Regions from separate parts of the Rattus norvegicus genome. Here all the other regions are linked to region 1. The links are chromatin contacts, called in public Hi-C maps. All regions are on one chromosome and are shown on one strand. Each heading gives the region's core, a stretch centred on a gene start, on an enhancer-like site or on the middle of the called end of the contact. The rest is flanking DNA. Distances are from core to core; before and after follow the strand shown.

Region 1 (4,108 bases), core at 881-3,380:
CATGTGTCAGGCAGCGTGCTAGTTTCTAGGGAATGAGAACAAGCAAGTACAGTCTTCTTGGGAAGTCAAGGTAAGTGAGAGCCACCAACAATGAGCTAAAACACTGCACATGAAATTCATTACAGTGATGTGAACCATGATAAAACCCAACGCTTAAAAACAAAAAGAAAAGGGGTTGGGGATTTAGCTCAGTGGTAGAGCGCTTGCCTACCAAGCACAAGGCCCAGGGTTCGGTCCTCAGCTTCGGAAAAAAAAATACAAATAGTTAAAAAAAAAAAAAGATACAAATAGTTAAAGACAGAAAGAAGAGCTGCCCTCGGTGGCACACACCTTTACTCCCTGCACAGGAGCAGAGGCAGCAGATGGCAGATCTCTATGTTCCAGGCCAGCTTGGTCTACAGACTGAGATCCAGGAGAGCCAGGGCTACACAGAGAAGCTATTTCAAATAACAAACAAACACTCAGGGTGCTTTCAGGGCTTTTCAACAGAGGACTCAAGCCAAGAGACTTTCTGACTCCCAGAAACTCTACTCTTCCCTGCTCAACACTTCCCCCGGTCTTAGGTCTCAGCCACCCTCAGAAGACTCATAGACTCCTACTAGAATATTCCAGAATCTGTCCTGACCTGCTGCTACTTCACATTGTCCCTCTTTCTTCTCTTCTTCTTTTCTCCTCCTCCTTCTCTTCCTATTCTTTTTTCCTTCCTTCCTTCCTTCCTTCCTTCCTTCCTTCCTTCCTTCCTTCCTTCCTTCCTTCCTTCCTTTGAGACAGGGTTTCTCTAAGTAGCCATGGCTGTCGTGGATCTGGCTTTGTAGTCCAGATTGCCCTTAAACTCAGAGATCTACCTTCCTGCATCCTGAGAGCTGGGATTAAAAGTGTACACAACTACCACCCGACTCTTCTCCTCCTCCTCCTCCTCCTTTTCTTGAGGCTAAAGGTCTCTCTTGGTATCCTATGCTGGCTTCATAGGGCTTCCATGTTCCGGGATTACAGGTATGGGCCACAATACCAGGGTCTCCTTGCTCCTCTCATCTTCCTCTTTGTTTTATGCTTTGAGTGATGGTCTCAGTATCTAGTGTAATTGACCTGTCTCTTGCTATGTAGACTTGTTGTGTTTTATAAAAAAGAAATAGAGGCAGGATATGTTTTGGTAGAACATGGTATGGTGAGGTGGGAGGGGTGCCCCGGCAGGCCCATACTGAATCCCCCTGAAGTACCAGCCATGTAGTATGTAGTGCCAGATGTAGTACCACGTAGTGCCAAATGTAGTATGGAATAGAGTTTATTTAGGGCATGGGAAGTGGAGTTGGGAAGGGAGGAGGGGGGAAGGGGAGAGAAAAGGAGGGGAGAGGAGATGGCCAGGAACTCATGGAATGGGCTGGAGGGGTGCGGGGAAGAAGGGGCAGAAAGTAAGAGGATAAGAGAGTATGAGAGCTTGGACAGGGCAGATAGCCCCTTTTATAGTAGGTCAGGCATACTTGTCTGTTGCCAGGTAACTGTGTGTGTGTGGGGGAGACTAGAAGGAATGCTAAATAGCCTGGGTTGATCTTAATTTCAGAGACATCTGCTTGTTTGTAGCTCTGAAGGCTGGTATTAAAAGACATTGGAGCCACCACACACAGCCTGTTTTTGTTTTTTGAAATAGTTTCTTAGTAGTGCAGCTTGGACTCAAACTATGCAATCCAGGCTTGCCTCAAACTCCTTAGCAATCTTCTTGCTTCACTCTATCAGACCTATGGACCATCACTCTGGTCAAGTGTTTTGTTTTGTTATGTTTTTTTTCCAGATTGGGGCAATCTCGCTACAGTCCTGGCTGGCTTTGAGTTTGTGGCAGGCAATATTCCGTCCTGCCTCAGTCTCCCAATGCTGGGATGAGAAGCATATCCTAGGCAGGCTTTGAACTTGCGGCAATTCTGCTCTAACCTCCTTAGTACTCTCTACCATGAATCTAATGAAGGAGAAATAATAGAAAACAAAAACAAAAACAAAAACAAAAAACCAACCCTGGGAACCAGTCCAGGTTCGGGTAGCGCCGCGCATGCGTGAATTTAATGGCAGAGGCCCCGCCCCGAAAGCGCGCGACGATCACGTGACTAGTTCTGCGGGGCGGAGGCCATGTTGCGGGGCACCCACGTGAGGGCCGCACGTCTGCGGGGAGTCACGTGACCGGGGCGCGCCGCAGCCGCCGGGGCGCACCCGGCGAGAGGCAGCGGCAGTGATGGACGGGTCCGGGGATCATCTCGGAGGCGGCGGTGAGGCGGGAGGCGGAGAACTAGGCCGGGTCCAAGGACCCCAGGACCCCTCCGGCTGTGGGCTCGGGCGGGGGCTGGCTGGGGCGCGCGGATCCATTCCGACCGGCGCATCCGCACCCTGTGAGCGGACATCCGCGTGCGCGCCCCCGGGCAGGCCCGGGCTTGTCGCTGGCGCCACTTCCTGCTGGTGGCCTGGGATGGATCGGAAGGCCAGCGCCATCCCCCCAGCTGGGGGTCTGTTTGCTTTAGGGATTCCGCAGTCTGGGTTAGCAGAGGAGCTGGGATGCAGGTTGGGTCCCGCCCCCTGTCCATCAGAAGCAGTAGCCCTACTTGTCACTACTAGGGTCCCCAGCTCTGTCTCCCCTCAGGGTTATGAGCCTACTCAGCCCCCTGACTCTCCCTGGGACCCAGGAGTCCAGGCACCCCTTTCCTCCTCTCTCCACCAGGGCCCACCAGCTCTGAACAGATCATGAAGACAGGGGCCTTTTTGCTACAGGGGTGAGTGTGAGGCCCTATTGTGGTGGGATGGGCTTCAGGAACAACACTTGGTTCTCACTTTGTGCTCCTATCCCCGTGTCCATTCACATCTAGTTTCATCCAGGATCGAGCAGAGAGGATGGCTGGGGAGACACCTGAGCTGACCTTGGAGCAGCCGCCCCAGGACGCATCCACCAAGAAGCTGAGCGAGTGTCTCAGGCGAATTGGCGATGAACTGGACAACAACATGGAGCTGCAGAGGTGTGGTTCCTGGGACCTGGGGTACATCCAGGGGTTTCCTGTCACCTCAAGAACTCAGGCACTGGGCTAGCACTCTTGTCCTCCCAAGGGACTAGGTGTCCTCCACTCAACTCAGATAGTCTGTGCTGGGAATAGAACCCAGGGCCTGTTTACATGGTAGGCCAGCCCTTTACCCTTGAGCTGCACTCCTAGCCCCGTGCTTAGTGGTGTTAAGAAAGTTTTGTCTTCTGAGCCGTGCCTTCGGCCTCTTGCTGGTGGATGTTCGGCAGGTGCTCTGCAGTTCAGCCATACCTCCAAGCTGTGCTCACAGCCCCTCACTGGGGACGGCTAGGTGAAGCTCTACCTTTGAGCCACTCACTAGTAGATGCTGTGCAAAATACTGTACCATAAAGCCATGTCTCCAGCCCCTCGCTGGTGCCTGCAGGTGCTCTACCACTGAGCCATGCCTTTGGTACCCCAACATAGTCAGGAGCTTGACCATGAAGTCATACCTCAAGCCCCTCAGAGTAGGTTTTCCATTGCTGAGCCATGACCCGGGCGTGGATACTTAGGAAAGCACGTTTCTGCGAAGTTAAGCCCCTAGTCCACACAGTCCCCAGGACCCTGCGTTTCCAATCCAGATACCATTTATTTTCTTCGCTTTCTTATGTGTGTGTCTTGTGCCCTTTCCAGTTCGATAGCCTTTGTTTTAGCTTGGGTTGGTCTTTGTTTTCCTCAGTCTGGGGGAAATGTGGGAGCTCCCATACTGGTACTCAGCATCTGTTCATCCCTTTCCTGTAGGATGATTGCTGATGTGGATACAGACTCCCCCCGAGAGGTCTTCTTCCGTGTGGCAGCTGACATGTTTGCAGACGGCAACTTCAACTGGGGCCGGGTGGTTGCCCTTTTCTACTTTGCTAGCAAACTGGTGCTCAAGGTGGGTAGCCACAGTGTTGTAAGCCTAGAGGTGCACCCCTCTCCTGTCTGTGAGGATCTGGGGGTGGCGAGGTCCAGGGAATGGAGAGAGATGGCTGTGTAGTAAATGTCTATACCTTCATTTATTCATTCAACAAATGTATTGGCCCTAATGTGCAATGGGCTGTCTCCAGCACCTGACCTCTGCTTCAAGCAGAGCAGGC
Region 2 (4,108 bases), core at 1,049-3,548, 230 kb before region 1:
GGTAGAACCGGCCTGTCAAGCTCTTGGCCATCCAGATTCCCACAGTTCTGAGATCCTAGGTCCCCAACGCAGGAATATGGGGAGCTCCTCTGGAGAATCCAGAATCGGGATCCCGACATTCTCTGCTGCAAGACTCTGGGAGGCAGGATGCAACACCCTCCACTTGGGGGTGGGGGGCAGAATCCGGGAACCTAGTACCCCGCTCTGGCCTGCTCGCTCCCATTTTAGGTGTCCTTGAAGTCCAGTCCTATCTGGTTTCCCAAAATTCTGGACCCAGACTCTGGAGTTAGTACTTTCCAGTTAACTAAGGTGTTCTGAGTTTCTAGTCTTGGCTCCAGGAAAATGAGGAAACTTTTGTATTAGAGAAAAATATATCCTCTCACTGAATAATCCTCTCGCATTTGGGGACCCAAGTCCCCTAAAGGATCGCAGCATCTCATTGGGCAGACTTCCAAAAGTGTCGCGAGGCCCCTCCCTGCCCGCCAGCCCCGCCCCTTCGCCGCACCTGCGCGGTGGCCGCCGGCGGCTCCCAGAGTGGCCCGCGCGGGGGCGTGCCCGGGCGAGGAGCGGGGGGAAGAGGAGCTGCAAGAGCCGGGCCCGGGGGAGGGCGCGGGAGTGCGCGCTGGAGAGGGTGCCGGCGACAGGCCCCCGGGGGGCGGCGGGCTCGGCGGTAGCCCGTGCTCCAGCAAGAAGGCGTCCAGGTCCACGTATTCCACGTCCCCGAAAGGCAAAGTGCGTTCCCACAGCAGCGGCGCAAAAAGACTCGGGCCAGCCACAGGCCCTGAGCGCCCCCGAGGGGACCCACCGCCACTAACCGCCCCAGTTGGGGCATCCGCTGGGCCCGCCGTTTCCAGGACGGGTCCCGGGACGGGGGCTGAGGGCAGAGTTGCCTTGCGCTCCTTTTCCTTCAGGAGACCTGTAGGCCAGGGAGAGACCGGATGGGGTGGAGGGACACAGGAGGGACCCCAAGTCAGAGATATGGCGGAGATACAGAGAAGTGAGACGGGAGACGTAGGGTAAAGACCCAGGGAGGCGGGTACAGGCAGGGAGAAAACACAGAAAAAGAAGACAGGGATGAAGATGGGGCTTGGGGAGACCCAGAGAGAGAAGAGGAAGAAGGCCCCAGCAATAGAGACGGTCAGGAAGACGGGGACCCAGAGAGGGGTAAAATACAAAAGTATACAGAAGGATAGGGTTAGAGACCCGGGAGGGGATTAAGGGATACAAGAAAGCGACCCAGAGAGCGAGGATGGAAGTTTAGAAAGAAGGGTTTAGTGACAAGGTGGGTGAAAGGTTGGGCAGGTGAGAGAGAAAAAAAGTGACAGCTCAGTAATTCCCCCACCCCCAGTATCCTCATCCCCTCCCCCACAATCTGTTAGCGCTGGAAGGGGCTCCATTGCTCAGGCACATTCCTCACCCTTACTTTCCATGTGACCCTGTGAGGCCCCGCCCAAGCCCGTGTCTGCACCGTGTGAGCATCCGACACACCCCCTCCCTTCCCCTAGGACTCCAGGGGTCCAGATTCGGAGGCCAAAGGGAAGAAAGAGGGGTCTGGCACCTAAACTCTGTCCTCATGGAGGAACACTCCGGGACTTGACTCTTAGGCCCTCCAAGCGTCATATTTGGTCCTGGACCCTGAGGGACTGGAAGATCTAAGTGACCAAATAAAGACTAGCAAAGATGGGACACCTAGCTGATAGGTGCCGTATACCACCACCCCAACAGTAGAGTCTCTAACACAGTGGGACTAGAACTCACAGCTGGCCGGTTCTTTGGGCTTGCTGTTTCCCTGCAGAAGGCTCCTCAGCCCAAGCAGCGCTCCCCCGCCAGGGGGGGCCCCAGCCGGGCCACCCAGCAGCAGGGGGCCCGGGGTCCTGTCGCTCAGAGGCCGCGCCATTTCCGGGCACCTGCTCCCAGGTTCATGAGCTCATGGAGAGTCGAAGAGATGATATGTCAGTCACCCGCACACTCCTGTGGCTCGGACGAATGTGTCCCAGAGTCGGGCGAGCGCGGCGAGCAAGCCTCCAGTATCAGAACGCTTCAAATCCTACGAGCACTGCGGGGGCTCAAACAGTCTGCTCTGCAGAAAGGTGCAACTCAAGAGTGTCCCGGGAGGCTCCTATAGTCTGGGCGAGTGGGTGACCAAATCAAGCAGCTGTCTCTTTGCAACTGTGGGTCCCCAAGGGACACAGGCGCGCGCTCCTTCTGTACCAGGTGGGCGAGACTCTGGCTCTAGCCAATTTTGCACTTCTCGCAAAGAAAGGAGCTTTGCAATCTGCACCCAGAGGTGTGCACCCAGGGACGGAGGAGGGGGCAGGAGGAGGCGGCAGCCTTGAGGCGTGGCCAAAGCAAACTTCTTTCGCGGAAAAAAAAAAAATCCAAACCAAAACACCCGACGCCAGAGCGCGCGCCCCTCCTCCGGGCCCCCTCCCTTCTCTTGGGCCATGCACCCCAGCCGCGTGCCTCCCTCCGGCTGCTAGCAAAAGCCAATCGTTTCTCGAGCCCTTGAGACGCTCAGCCAATGAAATTAAGGGATCTGCCAAGGCCCTGGAGGCGCGTGAGGGGCTGAACTTGTGGAATTGCCTCGCCTTTGGAAGAAGGCGGGACACTGACCTACATATGGCCAATGGGATGAGGCGCTGGAGGCGGGACCGTGACCCACTTCGAGCCAATGAGACAGGAAGAAGGGGGAAGCACATGGCTCTGCGCGTGCTACCGGATGCGGGTGTTGGGCAAGAGGGGTGCCCCTTAAAGGAGCCGCGTGTTCACAGACTCATTGTTTGAGGAAAAAAGCTTAACACCAATTAGAGCAGGTTAAGGCAGAAAGACCTGGGCTTCGGGAAGGATTATTTTTTAATATCTAGATATTTCTCAATCGCAGCTGATAATCAAACCACCGAGAAACTGGAAACATTCAGTCCCTTTAATAGCTTTGTTTTGGGGTGAATTCCCCTCCCCTGGTGAGGAAACTCAGAACAGGCGGGCGTAATCCTCGTTGGGGAGTCTCAGCGACCATGAGGACCACCATCCACTGCAAAAGAAAGCACCGGCTTGAGGGGTGTGGGAGTTGAGCGCATAGGGCTGTACTACAGTCAGGCTGCTAAGGGGGAATGGAATATACCAAGTTGGTGAAAATGGTCAGCTCCTGGACCGGACCATATAGAGAGGGAAGAAGGCCACGTGGGACGTGCAGATTAGGCTGGTTTGCATAAGGGTAGTAATACAGGAAGGGGATATGGTCATTTGAGCCGTACCATGTTGAGAAACCAGACAAGAGGCCAACAGATTTCCCCAGGGCACAACCACCTTCAGGAAGACAGAGGGATTGTACCACACTGATTCTCAGAAAGGGGATAGTTGTCAAGACTATAGCCCTTAAGTAGGGTCATACCATTTGTAAGCAGGTGACTTGGACCGTACCATCTTGGAAAGTGACAATATTGCAGAGGGCATGGACCAGTATGTAATTGTACCACAAGGAAATCAGAGGGTGTCAGGCCTTAGCACTAAGCTGCGAAGAGGGGTGGGCTGCACTACTGTTTCATACTGAGAGGTGAGAAAGTACGAGGGGCATGTCACACTGAGACACAACTGGGAATGAGTGCAGACTGTCAAGACATGGAGAAGGGGGGTACACACGAAGCATACCATGCAGGCGGTAGTTGGGGCCTCGGCAGCGCCTCTCGGGGTGCCGGGGGTCCCTGTTGCCCCTCAAGGCTCTGTGGGCCAGGGGCTGCAAGGGCCGGCCATTACCACTGAGGCTCTGGAAGATCTGGGAGGGGGGATTCTGGCTCAGGAGTCTCAGGGAGTGCATCTGCCTCAAGAGAAACCACCGGTGAGTGGAAAGGGACGGTGCTCAGGCTAGGGGTAGCATGCACACCTGGAGGTCAGTCACCTGGAGGGAGGTAATATTGAGAGCCCTGTCGATGAGGATCCAGGTGACAGTCTCAGAGCAGGGAGGAGTGCTGAGAGATCCCTGATAGGTGATGAAGCCAAAGGATTCCGGGAACAGGAGCTCCAGGCTCAGGTCTTGAAGAAAGTAGGCATCATCTGTGTAGATATCAAGCCAATGTGAAAGGGGGTCCCTTGGGAGCCCACATGTACAACC
Region 3 (4,108 bases), core at 989-3,488, 210 kb before region 1:
GGGGGCTGGGCCCGAGCGGCACAGCGGGCAGCGTGGCCATGGCACTGGCAGCGGCCTCTTACTCCAGTGGTCACCAGCCCTGCTTTCCCCCCGAGCTCCACACGGAGGTAGCTGGCCACTATCCTGGTCTTGGGGCCTGGTGGGGAGTGAAAGGTTACCTTCTTGGGACCCCCCAAAACCCCAGGCCAGGCAGGCCTGCGCCATAGTGGCCTCCAGGGGCCTCCAATGGCCCAGGCAGCAGAAAGAACCAGGGCTGGAGGTCCTGCGGTGCAGAAACGCAGGGTGACAGACGTCAAGAGGAAGGAGCCGTCCAGGTCCAGGGTCAGAGTGCCATTGCAGACAGGGTCAGGGCTGTCTGCAGGAAGAGCACAGGTCTGAGAGCAGGGGGCTGCTGCCTTGCCAACCAACTGGGTCACTGGTGGGAGGCAAAAGCGAGGACGCCCTCCTGGGTCATAACATGGGTCTGAGGTGGCCTGGCTAAGGAGGAGCAAGAGGCTGAGGGCAACGAGCACGGTCACAGCAGAGCCGGTACCTGTAGACAGAGGTGGCAGATGGGATCAGTCGGTCTCCACCCTGCTGAGGATCCTTGTGGACCCTGCATTCCTCCCAGTCCTTCCTGAGCCCCCTCCCCAGCTGCCCTGAAGCGAGGAAAATAGTTCCATCTGGGGAGAATTACTGTTTACATAACCCACAGGGAAAGAACGCAGGCAAAATCGAGAATTTTGCCTGAACTAATCCAGAGCTTAACACCCCAAAGTTATCCATCAGTGTCGAGGGGTAGAGGCCCCAGGGAGAGGGTGAGGGTAGATGAGGAGCCAGCAGGGCCAACAGATGTGAAAGCCTAGGAGAGCAAGTCAAGGAGGAGATCGAGGAGCCTGGCCGAGGGAAGAAACAGAAGAGGAACAGAGACCAACGGAGGTGGGGGGGGGGGAGCCAGAGGGCTAGGGAGGGTGGAGGATGTCTGGGATGGATGGCATGAAGCTAGGAGCTTCAGGGGCTTGGAGGGAAGAGCAGGTAGGCTCAGAGACACTCATGACACCCAAGGACTAGACAGGAAGCAACAGCCTTTGCCCACGTGGGTCAGAGTGGAAACCTTTCCCACATGGGGCTCTAACCCTGTTCTCCACACCCGGGGCACGGAGGGGGATTATTGCCAAAAGTGTGGACTCTCTGCCACCTACCCCAACCCTCCATCCTTAACCCTTTCCCCTCCAGGCGTATAGCCAGAAAACAGAGCTGAGGGAAGGTCGTGGTGAGGGAGCTGGAAACGAACAATGCCTTGGAGTTGAAGAGCAGACCCCTCAGGTACTGGGAAGGCAGAGCCTGGCCTGCCTTTCCCGCTCAGGGTGTTGGGACCCTGCACTTGCATTTCTGGGACTTGCTGGGAGGTGGCCCCACTTGCCACCCCAAATCTCAGACCTAGATCCAAATCCCTATAGGCCCCCGGAGCAGATGGGGGAGCTGATGCTGGGGTATAGATAATATGAGAGGAAAGAAAGAAAGCAGGAGGTGACATAAGGTGTGTGCCCAATGCCAAAACACTTAGAAACCAGAAATCCAGAGCCTAGGGAGTGTTAGAAGCCACAGGACTAAGGTTCTCAACTTCCCCTTCATAGCACTGGGATTTTGGGACCTCCTGAGCCCCCTGCATGTGCCCTTAGCTCTGAATCTCACAGCCCTGTGCTCCACTCACATTTCCCATACAGGGTGCCTGTCTCGCCCAATTCATGGACCCCGGTCCCTGCCCCCAGGAGTCTGGAGCCATTATGCACCCATAACGTAGCATTAACGAACCCCCCACCTCCAGCCCCAGCCCCAGCCCCAGCCATTCCTGTAAACACATTTCTTGCTTAGGTAATTTCAAGGTCCCACCTTCCGGCTCTAAACACTGTGAAGCACCAGGCTGTAAGTTCTCTGTGCCCTTGGGGGGCCGGCGGGAACTGGCCCCTGCCCATTTGGGCCTACAGCCTTCCTACATCTCAGCAGCAGGCCCAGCCAAAGTCGGTAGCTCATAGCCTTGCTGGGCCAGTGGGGGCATAAGGGACTCCCCTGCCTGCCCCGAGTCGGCATGCACCTCCTACCTGGCTGTTAGGGCCCAGCCATTGGTCAAACCTGCCTGAAGGCGAGAAGAGTGTCCTGTAGTCTGCCATCCCCACCCTCTTCTGTAGCCGCAGCACTTGGTAGGCAATCAGGAGGAATGAGAGTGGCTGTCCTCAGGCCCAGGCCAGTGGGGGTTCTGGGCGGGAGCTGAAAACAGAGCCCGCAGAATCCCACACTACCTCCCGCCTGCCCGCCCCAAACCCTAGCCAGCAGCAGCCATGCCTTCCCACAGAGGCCCCTGCCAGCCATGCCACCCGAGACTGCGTGGGACAGGAGCACTGTCGCCCCCAGCAGGCTTGCAGCCTGGTGGTCCCGGACAAACTGGCCTAGAAGGATCCAAGCAGGTAGGGGGACAGCTGCCGCTGGGGTTCCTGGGATGGGGGGCCCAGCCTGTTCCCACTTGCTCCACTTCCTCTTACCTTAAGAATTTAGCTTGCCAGCCCCTGCTTCTGGCTGACCCCAAGCCAGCCAGCCCCTCCCCATCCTTGCAAGCTCCTGCCACGAGTGAGTGTGTTAATTCAGTGTTAAGGTCAGTTGCTTTCAAGCTCTAAAATTCCAAGCCTCCCGACCAGCTGCAGGGGAAACCAGAGGCCAGTGCTGTCTGCAAGGAGGGCAACGGAGAATACTTAAAGCCTGGTTGAACTTGGGGAGGAAAAGAAGGTAGCCAAGGCCAAAGGCAGCTTCCCCCACCCCCTCCGCCTACCAGTGATTGGTAGTTAAGGCCCCAAGGCTTTTAGCCTGAAACACTTACCCAACTGTTGTATTCTGAACATCTGAGTGTTGTGGCTTCCCTCTGAGCAAGGCAAGAGTATGTGGGGTTTGTTCTTGAGCACCCGTCCCATTCATAGCTACCATCTTGCCAGTGTGTAGAACTGGCCCAGGACAAGACTCAAGGACCTTGTTGCCCTGGGAATAAGAGATCCCTCTAGACTGCCAGGTGATCCTCGAGGCTAGGATCTTAGAGGAGCAAGGACAGAGACGAATGAGAGCTACAAGACCCATGGAGGCAGGAGGAGTAAGCTTTAAGAGAAGGTTCAGGCCAGCAGACCTCACATCGGAGAACCATGTCCCAGCAAGGGCTGTGTGAGCATTAGGGTGACACATGGGGTTCGTGGATCCAGCAAGTCTTCCCAGGTCTCTGCTCTAGCCTCAGCACCATCAGGCTACTGTCAGACAGAGGCGGGAAGCTGGTCTGTTCTGTAGCTGGTTGGGAGTGACTTGCTATGGAGCAGGGACAGGTGGGCTTTGGAAGGGTGGCTGCTGGGACACCCAGAGAGGGTCTGGGTCTGTTGTAGGACACTGCCTGCCCAGCATCATAAGTCCCTAAATTGTTTCCGAGGGACCTCTCTTCCTTACTTTGTTTTGGGCGTCTGAACTACCCCCAGAAGGCATCCACTGTGGGACTGCCAAGCCCGTCCAGGGAATGGCTTGTCCTCAATTCAGAGGTGGTATGTGTTCCCCAAGTATCGAGACCTTAACCCTTACAGGACCTGACTTCAGGAGAGCTCAAGCCTCTTTGCTCTCCACAGTAACTCTGGTGGAGGGTCTCTGTCAGCAGCCTCAGTTTGGAAAGGAGGTGGGTAGCACAGCCACCACCCTTGCTGTGGAACAACCTCAAGAGGGCACTCTTGGCATAGCCTGATGAAGTCTGGGCTTTTCCTCAAGATGGCAGCAGTAGGGCACATCCCAAAGCAGCTGTTTATCGGGAAGTCCGTCCACTCCCTCTCCTGAAGCTGCACACTGTCTTGAACCCTTTCTCCTCTCTGGCCCAGGTTGTCTGGCCCAGCTCTCCTCCATGGTGCTCTGGCTGGGCTGGGCTGAGCTATCCGCTTCGAGTTGGGTGGAGAGCCAGAGACAAGAGAGAAAATGACTGGGATGAAATGAGAGAAAATGGGCTGGGGTGGGGGAGAGGATGGATTTGCTTTTCAGCAAGTGAAGCAGAGCCAGGAGGTGTATTTCTGTCAGACCTGGTGTGTGTGTGATGTCCTGTGTGTGATCAGAGCTGGGC

Evidence for each region. A called contact is a pair of places that touch in the nucleus more often than the background predicts.
Region 2: a contact with region 1 is called in a Hi-C map of liver, with 2.3 times the contacts expected there. The contact joins the promoter of Dbp here to the promoter of Bax in region 1. A contact is called at or near these places in 2 of 12 Hi-C or Micro-C datasets (frontal cortex and liver) and 1 of 1 datasets of contacts at active chromatin or transcription factors (oligodendrocytes).
Region 3: a Hi-C map of Schwann cells shows a contact between it and region 1, with 4 times the contacts expected there. The contact joins the promoter of Ntn5 here to the promoter of Bax in region 1. A contact is called at or near these places in 7 of 12 Hi-C or Micro-C datasets (the A7r5 cell line, the Rat2 cell line, Schwann cells and 4 more).

Annotation. Positions count from the first base shown.
Region 1 is chr1:105,079,900-105,084,007 of GRCr8, reverse strand. It overlaps Bax (BCL2 associated X, apoptosis regulator), which reads left to right and starts at 2,130. Exons shown (of 6, transcript NM_017059.2): 1 at 2,130-2,252; 2 at 2,699-2,750; 3 at 2,844-2,990; 4 at 3,771-3,906. The coding sequence starts at 2,219.
Region 2 is chr1:105,310,446-105,314,553 of GRCr8, reverse strand. Dbp (D-box binding PAR bZIP transcription factor) reads right to left here and starts at 2,298. Exons shown (of 4, transcript NM_012543.3): 1 at 1,759-2,298; 2 at 506-916. The coding sequence starts at 1,897. It overlaps Car11 (carbonic anhydrase 11), which reads right to left. Exons shown (of 9, transcript NM_175708.3): 7 at 3,896-4,050; 8 at 3,649-3,814; 9 at 2,903-3,031. The coding sequence ends at 3,006.
Region 3 is chr1:105,291,538-105,295,645 of GRCr8, reverse strand. It overlaps Ntn5 (netrin 5), which reads right to left and starts at 2,238. Exons shown (of 7, transcript NM_001415884.1): 1 at 2,117-2,238; 2 at 1-532. The coding sequence starts at 2,150. It also overlaps a transcript of Sec1 not described here.